Linked DNA regions of Mus musculus: region 1 is linked to region 2. The links are chromatin contacts, called in public Hi-C maps. All regions are on one chromosome and are shown on one strand. Each heading gives the region's core, a stretch centred on a gene start, on an enhancer-like site or on the middle of the called end of the contact. The rest is flanking DNA. Distances are from core to core; before and after follow the strand shown. Region 1 holds the start of Tmem52b (transmembrane protein 52B). Region 2 overlaps Clec12b (C-type lectin domain family 12, member B).

Region 1 (4,748 bases), core at 315-2,814, 140 kb before region 2:
CCTATTTGTAAAGATGAGGACAGGATCATAGGATTGGTCTGTACTGGCCTGAGACATTGGTCATTCCTTTGACTGGTGACTACATCTTGTGAGGCAGAAGTTCCTGAAAGAGCAGGGATCTTCTATGTGGCTCGGGCCATGGCTGAGCATCCTTCCTTAGGGAATTATGAATAGCCCTCTGTGTCAGTTTGTCACCCTAGAAGTCTCCTGACTCATCCCCTGGGACATTGTGGTTGTCTTCCTTATCCCTGCACTGCTGAAAATTGAAATCTAGCCCCAGTGCTATTCATTTTCAGCCTTCACCACATCAGTATCTCACTACACAAGAAGAGCAATGGGGGAGATGTTACAAAGAAAGAAGAATAAAGAAGAAAAGGAAATGCAGAAACCAAGAGAACATATAAGAAAATGTACTTTTATATATTGGTTAACTTGCGTGGGAAGCAAAGCAGACAGCTGCTACCAGCACAGGAATGAGATGCAGTCTAGTTTCTGCAGTGTCTTGCTCAGCTAGACTTCCTAGCTATGTAAACTTGGCCTTGGCATTTGTCCAGAATCTCTCACTATACTGACCCTTTTTTCAACTAAATGGTGACTCACAGGCTTTTCTTTCACAGAGGAGTAAAATAAATTGTTTAAAATATTATTAAAGAGACCTTTGGTACTGGGAACTCACTGGGTAATCCCTGCACCCCTGTTCAAGCTGAGTATAACATATACTATCTCTGATTGTTCTAATTTTTCTCCCTCTTTCCATGAGCATCAGTCACACATACATACATCTACACACACACACACACACACACACACACACACACACACACACACACACACACACATACACATACACACATCTCTGAAACCCCCTATTATTAAACAAACACCATAGTACTCTTTTCTCACTCCCTTTTGGGTTCTATATCAGTTTTTGCTCCATCCATTTCCTCCTAGAGACAGCATAGCTAAAGCAATACGCAAAGGAAAGTTTCTTCCTGCTGTTTCACAATTGAACACACCTGGATGAAATAAAACAGGCCAGAGGCCATCAGCACCTGGGCCCAGGCTGTCATTAGGCTGAACATCTGGTCCAGAAAGGTCACGCCGGCTGCATCTGCTGTATCCTTCCCATGCTCCGTGCCACGTGGAACTTGGTGGTGAAGGATTCCTAAAGAGAATTTTTTCTCGGCAATAGATCAATCTCCTCTCCTTGTTCCCGCTGGCTTTATATTTTACGGTTTCCTTTTCCCTTTTAGTTTCCTCCTCCTGAGTTCTCTTCACGGGGTCTCCACATTGGCTTCCTCTCCACTTCCTTTCTTCAATCAAACTTTTCTGTGTATTTAATTTTTCTTCGTCTGCATTCAAGAAGAGCACATTTGTCCTCTGAGTTAGATTTTTTTTTCCTCAGTCTATAATGAGAGACTTGGACCTGTAATAGGTCAAAGGCAGATTGTGAGTGACCAGATGTGTTCTTGTGTTCATCAGGAAACTAGTTACACACTCTCGGCTCCTGGATGACCGCTGAAGTCTGAAAGTCACTGCCAATCTCTCTCCACCCTCTCTCCATGTGATTGGCATCTGCCTTCTTACTCCTTAAAACTCTCCCCTTACCGTGTTGATAATCAACCCTGCAGGTTCTGGGTCATTTATTGCAGCCATTCAGCAGGACTAAGAGATTTTAAAGGAGCTAGAAAGTTATCCCTACTTTAGAGTAGGTAGTGGGTTTCAAAACTAGAAGTGCCAGGTGCTAACAATGGTCTCAGCCTCCTGCTTCAGTTTCAGAAACACAGGCATAGTTTTAAAAACCATTTTCCAAGTTAACACACTCTCTCTCTCTCTCTCTCTCTCTCTCTCTCTCTCTCTCTCTCTCTCTCTCTCTCTCTCTCCCTCTGCTCCTCTTAAAGCAGTGTTGTGATGTTGTCACTAGAGAACCAGGCTCAGAGCATACAATCACGGTTCCATCTACTGAGGAGGCTGAGACACGAGGATCATATGGGTCTAGTTCAGGAAAGTAAGACTACCCTAGGGAACAGCAAGACCTCCATCTAAACCCACATATTATCAACAATAAAATAAGACTTACAAGTCATATTTTAAAATAAGCACACCACACGGAAAGGATATAAAATGGCTATACAGGAAAATATTGTCCAGAGCCAGTGAATGCCATATAAACGACTGATATTTAAGGAGGAATCTTTTACCCAGATCCCAAAGTACTAAGTAAGAACACTCAGTGTTGGTTCACAGTGACATGTCTGTTTCACAAGACTGAACAAAATTAGATTTCAGCTGCTTTCTAATTGATGAGGAGAGGCTGCAGGGTGGGTCCTGATGAGGGAGTTTGTGGAGTGGGTTCCATCACACTCAAGGCCCCACACACCATGTGATCAGACCGTGATGATATGATGTGAGAATTATGAATGCAAACAATTTCCTGTTCTCAGCTAAGGAGAGCAAACAGTGAGAGAACTCTCTGGTACAATGTTGCTCTCTCCAAGTTGTCCATTTCTTTTTATAACATAGGCTCTTGAGTGAAATGTACTTTCCAAACTTCAATAGAAAACTCTGTGAGACAGAAGGCATTCTGGAGGAGTGGAGAGCAGGACTTAAGTTACAGCCTTTCACTAGGCCTGGACCTTACTGCACCTCCTTCTTCAGAGAGCATAATAAATAACTCCTGAACTAGCATCAGCTGTTGCTTCAGCGAAAGGAAATCGGGGTCAAGGAGGCATCTTGTGTGGAATATTTTTATTCAAACACCACATAATAGAAAAACTTCATGAATACCCCCCCCACACACACACCCTGTTTTCTTTTCTTGTGGGAAAGACAGTAAACCAGCATGGGTTAAGACCATAGCTCAGGGTCTTGATCCAGTCACTTGCTTGACCCCCTGTTTGTTATGGGATCTTGGACAAGGCATTTTATGTCTCTGTCAGCTCAGTTCAATTTGATATGGAAAGCACTCTGGTTCTCAATATCCACATAGTGACTCATGAATTGTAGCTCCAGTCCCAGAGGAATCTCAGGCCAACTTCTGTCCTCCATGGGAATCAGGCATGTGGGTAGTGAGCATATATACACAAAAGCAAAGTACTTATACAAATAAATAACAAAATAAAGGAATCTTTATGATGTATATTACAGTCCTGATAGCAAGCATTTGATATTAGTTAAGATACTTTTAATTTATCTCTATCTTACATGTGATGGTTCCTTCCAATATACAGGATCATTAATGTCCACTATGACTCTTCTGTCTTTCTACCAGTCCTTTCTAGATGGCAATATATCTTTCTAATAGTCTTTTTTTCCTTGAACAGTTCCCATGCTAACCAGGCCATTTCTTTTCCCACCCGCACCAGCCTTCACCTGCATGAACAGGTTTTCCAATTACTTTGGCTTTCCCCCCTGGCAGTTTCTGGCCACATGATTGCAATCGTCTTTCTTGCCCTGGAGCTTCCCAGCAGGCCTGAACACCACAGGCTTTGGTTAATGACTCCCTTGTTGTTTTCTTTTTCAGAATTACCCGTACCATTTCTTTCTTATCCCATAAGCAGGAAAGAACTTCCTTTGTTGATTCTAATGTGTCAGTGTCCTGTGATGGCTCCCGTCACAGCTTTTAAGTAGGAAATGATGATAGAGGGAAGATCATTCCTAAGAAGAAAAGGTCCACATGGCATAAGGACAGAGGGCACGGAGCTGGAGACATGGAGGACATTCTCATTACCAGCCTACATAATCCCATTCCATTAAGCTTGTCAATCATTAGCTTATACTATGTTGTGAAGGACTAGGACTTCGGCCAACAAAAGGTACACATACACTGCCCTCTTCACCTGTGCTTCAGGGCATTGTTATACAACCACTCTAACAAGTGTAGCCAAAGAATTGCTAACTTGGGGTTCCTTTGATTATTCTCCTTTGACCTTGGTTGCCAGGTGCACCCCCTCCTGCTCCCCTTCCATTCTGTATCTCAATGAATAGAAACCAGGAATACTGGTACTCTGAGGTACCAACATCAAGCTGTACATGTCTGAACAGTGGGTTGGGCCATCTCCAATGGTCAAGAATGGAGACAGTGGCAGAAGTCAGTTTCATTCTAAAACCTTTGGGTATTTCACTAAGAAGCATCTCTGTTTTAAGATCCAAGATCATAGCATAGATATTTAATTCCAACCTCAGAGACATGGAAACTTAGCAAGAGCATTAAACAGGGGGCTTTGTTCCTCCCTTGAGAAAGGGTTTCATGTCTGACCTCAAACTTTTTATGTAGCGAAGACTGGCTTTGACTACTGATCTTGCCTTGCCATCACACTGCTGGGATTACAAGCACATGCCGCCACTCCCACCTTTTGTGAAGTGTTGTTGATCACTCAGAGCTTTATGCTAAACTCATGGAATGTAAACAAGACAGAGGGATTCAGTTTATCAAAAAAAAGTATGGTTTATATGCCAGGTAGCTCATTACTACAAATTGTGTGAGCAACAGTTTAAGGCAACACACACACACACACACACACACACACACACACACACACACACAATCAGCATTCACAGCAGGGCCAGAAGTAGATAAAGCTTAGTTTGTTCCAGTGCTTGGGATTATACAAAAATGAGATCAAAGTGTCTGCATAGTAACACTTGTCTGAAAGCTGTCATGGCCATGAACCATTTGCAAGCCCTCTTGGGCAGAATGTATTTCTTAGTTGGCTGTAGGATTAGTTTAGTCATGTTTCTTTACATAT
Region 2 (4,759 bases), core at 708-3,207:
CAAGTTCTAGGAGACCCCTGCTATAAAACCTGCTCAATCATGTACAGGTCTGAGGGAGCCCAAGGTAAAACAACAGTGCTGTGTTGTTGAATTGAAAATATTTTAGTGTTTTAGAGATCATCTGTCTAAACCCCTAGGTATCAGCCTCCATGTACAGAGTAAATTTTCTCTGTCTACCTATGAAACTATGTACTATAAACTCTTATAACTTATAGCCTACATACAATAGAATGAACACTGGTCTTCATATTTTATCATTTATTTAAACTAATAACATCCAGGTTATTGATTTGGCAATCTGGGTATTATCAGAATAATAAAGATTTTTATTCTATTACTATTAATGTTATATAACTTTATTTTGTGTATACATACATAGCAACATCATGTATTTATCTGTGTGTATGTGCACATGTGTAGATACCTGTACCTGTGCATACATGAAGAGGCTAGAGGAGAGCACTGAATGCTGTCCTCCAACACTCCCCACTGCATCTCTTTGAGTACAGATTCTCTCCCTGAAAGAGGATCTTGTGAATTTTTTTTCTTCTGTTAGACCGGAAGCCAGCAATCGCCAGTCATCTTCCTGTTTCTGCTCACTGGGTGTGGAGTTACAGGCAGGTGCCTGACCACACCTGGCTTTTACAGCAGAGTTGATATCTGAACTCCTGTCCAAATGTTTGCTCTGCAAGTGTTCAGAAATGCTGAGTCAGCTCTCTGTTACTACATATTTTATTTTCTTCTGAGAAATACTAAAATATTATTTGAAGACATGCTCTCAGAACAATTTTTTTAAGCTTTACTGGAATAGTCTCTGTTTCCTGAAACAGATCCTGATAGGAGCTAAATGCTGTGACTCTAGGCTTCAGAAATCTTTCTGATACAAAATACTGATTTCAGGAAATTCATGAATGAAATGTATTTAATTCCTCATTATTTAGTTATGAACTAACTGTATAGGTATCATCTAAAAAGGATGTTAAATTAACTTGTGGTACCAATTTTGAACAGTAGCCCAAATTTCTCTGGAAAATGGACTGCATTCTGAACATTGTAACAGTTCTTTGAAACAACTTCACAATACTACCCAATATCTTATTGTCTTTAAAATGTTAAAATTACGACATCATTATAATATATACATTATATAATAGTATAATATATATATACATACATATTATTTCTTATAATTGGTTGTATTATATATTATATACACATATATTTTATGTATTACTATATATTATATACAATATATATTATATGTACATATATAATATATTTTAAATTTAAAAGTATTTTTATATATATTATATACAGGGATAGATAGATAGATAGATAGATAGATAGATAGATAGATAGATAGATAGATAGATATAGATATCCAAGAAAATTCTAGAAGTAGAGAGTAAGGTTCAGAGTTAATATTTAATAAGACTTAACACTGAAATGTTAAGTACACATTAAAATACTTTCATTACTTTCAACACAGTGTCAGTGCACAGCATCTACCGCCCACACGTGGATCTAAACTGCAGCTCTACTCCTCCATTTCTCATCTGTAGGTTCTCTCACAGAGTGGAACTACTCATTAAACGTCAAAAGTCTGCACTTATCTCCCACAGCTTTCGGTATCTCTTTCTTCCCTTGGAAAAGCTGATTGCTCCTGCTTTCCCTCTATCTCTAACCAAAGAATCTGCTTTGTAGACCCTGATTGTCTTTGCTGGTTATTTTGCTCCCATAAAGGAGTTATTATAGTTTTTGCCTGGCATCTTGTATCTTCTCCTGCCTAGCTCATGGTCACTCTGACTTTTATGCCTGTTTGAAAAGAAACTTTGTTTAGTTTCCCAGAGGCTCTGGATTCTGATAAGGTCAGATCATCTGTCCCTTCCTCCCTGCATCTTGCTGTCACCACACTATCCTCACTAGCCTCTGCAGAGGAGATTCAGATGTATCTATTCCTGGAGACTGGCTGCCCTTTGTGTATCAGAGTGCACCATTATCCTTTACAGCATTCTGATAGCTGGCCTCTGAGGTGGGAATCCCTCCCAGGAATTTCTCTTTTCTCTGCCCCTGACAGATGATAGAAAGACAGATGTATGATAGATAGGTGAATGAGTGATGGATAGATCTTTGGGGACTATATCTCAGATCTACAGGATCAGATATGGTCCTTGGGGAGGTAGAACTGGAAAATTTTAAATGTGATAAGCTTTGTAATGTTTTATAGGATCTCACCCTGAATAAATGACCTCAGTACAAATTTCCTGAGCAGGCTGGTAGTACACATTACTTTTCTGTCGCTAGGATTAAAACTCCATGATCAAGGTAACTTGTAGAAGGAAGGGTCTGCTTGGGCTTGTGGCTCCAGAGTGATGTGGACAGCAACAGAAGGCATAGTGCCAGTGCAGAAAGCTGAGAGATTGTATCTTTATCTGAAAGTACCACAAGGCAGAATGAACTGGACTACAGTGAGGCTCTGTGCTTGCAAAGCCAACCCCCCACTGACATACTTTCTCCAGCAAGGTGACACCTCATAAACTTCCCCCAAGGAATGTCACTACCTCGGGGACAAATGTTCAAATGCTTGAGTTTATGGGGAACAGCCTCATCCTGATCTCAACACAGACAAAAATGCTGATGCCAGTGTCAGAGTAGATAGCTCTCTCTGCAGTAGTAGCAAAAATACTTCTTGTTCAGGGAACCCTGAGCAAGAGGAGGCAGAAGGAGTGTGGGAGCCAGATAGGGTGAAGGACACCAGAACACAGCCCTCTAAATCAGCTGAACAAAGCTCGTATGAACTCACAGAGACCGAAGCGGCCAACATGGGACTTGAGCTACGTGAGTCCGCACCGGGTCCTCTGCGGACACATTACAGTTTTCAGTTCAGTCTTTTTATGGAACTCCTGAGTGTGTGCACACTTGAGTGTGTCTTTGATTCTTGTGCATTCCCTTGGAGCTCTTTTCTTTGTGATAGTTTTTGTTTTCCCTAATTATTTTTATGCTGTTATGAAAAATAGAGCAAATAAAGTTTATGCTTATTAAGACTTTAAGGCAAAGACAGAAAGAATGACATGAAATTTGGCTGAGTAGTTAACTTGAATTATTGAAGTCAAGTAATAGATATAAAAAAAATACCATGAAGCCAATAATAAATAATACTGTTGTCTAAAAGAATATATAAATAATAGTAAGTTATATTGGTATTTTTTTAAAAAAAATAATTATTGTGTTAAAGGAGCAACCAGGATACCCAGGCCTGTTTGATAAGCACTATAAAATAACAATAGTCATTAAAACAGCCAACTATTTTTTGATGACCATTGATGCACAGACTGTTGTTCCCTGGCAACAGCAGATTGCTGACCTTTTTAACAGGAAGCCCAGGCACAAGCTACTTGGCCCAGACCCATCTTTCTGTAGCTTAACATATCAATCCCTTCTTCTCTCCTTGGATGTGGGGATCCTCCACGCTGCTGCTGCCAAAAGCATGCTTCTATCCTTGTGCCCTGATGTGTTGTTCTGCTCTGTGCAAGCCCAGATATACTTTTTCAGTTTCTTGGCATCTCTCACCTTTACCAGTTAGTTCTCATACACTGAGTTTTCCTAAAAATAATTGTACATCCAAGCAAGATCATGGAAGGTTATAAGAGAGACAGAAATAATGGTAACTTCGGGAAATCTGCCACTATAATAAAAAGAGCATGACACATAAAACAGTCACATAAAGCAATCACCCAGGATGGAGAACCTGGAGGAAATGTGCAAGTATATGGACAGTTTAGTTCCAGTAAGAGATTTTGTTCTCTTTTACGGAATGATAGGAAAACCAGGTCTCTATCTGCAGATGGTAAAGCTGAACTCTCTCTCTCTCTCTCTCTCTCTCTCTCTCTCTCTCTCTCTCTCTCTCTCTCTCTCTCTTCCTTAGGTCAAACTAACTACAAGTGAATTAAGCAAACAAATACAAGACTAAGGAACTAAAATTAATGAAATAAAACATAGCAGAAATGGCTCAGGACACTGTCTATGGCAAAGGATCTTTGAATCTATTTCCAAAAGCACAGCTAAGAAGGGCTAAATGGACAGGTGGAATGCTGTTGAGTTTTAAGACTGATTGTCAGGGGAAACGGCCCACTGAATGAAGAGAAAGCCTTTAGGATGGGGAAACCCACAAACCACTCATCTGTATGACCAAGAGTATACAAAGAACTCAAACAACTCAATAACAAAATAAAGCCAATAATTTGATTATAATAATCATCTCAGATGTAAATAGATGAAGAAAATGTGATATGAGGGTGAGGAATGAAGAGAATTCAAAGCTGTGTGGGAAGGGAAAAGAGAGTGAAGAAGTGGGCTATGAGAAGAGTTGTGGCAGGGGTGAATATGTTCAAATAGTGTTAGACAAAAAATTAATGAAAATATCATGTTTAAAAAAGAGAAGACTGGGATAGGAGGGTCACTAAGAGTTTGAGACCAGCCTAGCCTGGGCTATATAGAAAATCTAAAGCAATTCTTAGCAACATAGTGAAGCCCTATCTTACAACTAATAAATGAATAAATGAGAAAATATATACACAGAATGAAATATTATTCAACCATAAAAATGAATGGAATTTTGACATTTGTAATGAGTGAAACATGAGTATTATGTTAACATGAATGAAACCAGAGTATCATGTTAAATGAAATTTGTTATGTTAAATTAATCAGGTATAGATGTCACAAGTGCCATGTGTTCTCATTTACATGTGAAAGCTAA

What was found. Hi-C and Micro-C count contacts between places; a contact is called where the count stands out from the background.
Region 1: a Hi-C map of Sertoli cells shows a contact between it and region 2, with 3 times the contacts expected there. The contact joins the promoter of Tmem52b here to the enhancer-like site in region 2. A contact is called at or near these places in 19 of 39 promoter capture datasets (the 3T3-L1 cell line, 3T3-L1-derived adipocytes, the C10 cell line and 13 more), 1 of 15 datasets of contacts at CTCF or cohesin (CD8 T cells), 31 of 484 Hi-C or Micro-C datasets (the 3T3-L1 cell line, the AML12 cell line, B cells and 21 more), 3 of 115 datasets of contacts at active chromatin or transcription factors (PVALB interneurons, hepatocytes and pancreatic cancer cells) and 5 of 9 other capture datasets (adipose tissue, embryonic stem cells, liver and 2 more).

Annotation. Positions count from the first base shown.
Region 1 is chr6:129,509,373-129,514,120 of GRCm38.p6, reverse strand. It overlaps Tmem52b (transmembrane protein 52B), which reads right to left and starts at 1,564. Exons shown (of 5, transcript NM_001081186.1): 1 at 1,017-1,564. The coding sequence starts at 1,082.
Region 2 is chr6:129,371,094-129,375,852 of GRCm38.p6, reverse strand. Clec12b (C-type lectin domain family 12, member B) reads left to right here. Exons shown (of 6, transcript NM_027709.2): 6 at 1-340. Among named protein-coding and RNA genes, the nearest start is that of Clec12b, 12 kb to the left of the region's middle. Within about 2 kb of position 1,957, at least 10 of the 459 cell types and tissues checked have an H3K27ac peak or open chromatin away from gene starts, as enhancers often do. A contact at or near this core is called in Sertoli cells, where this site is marked.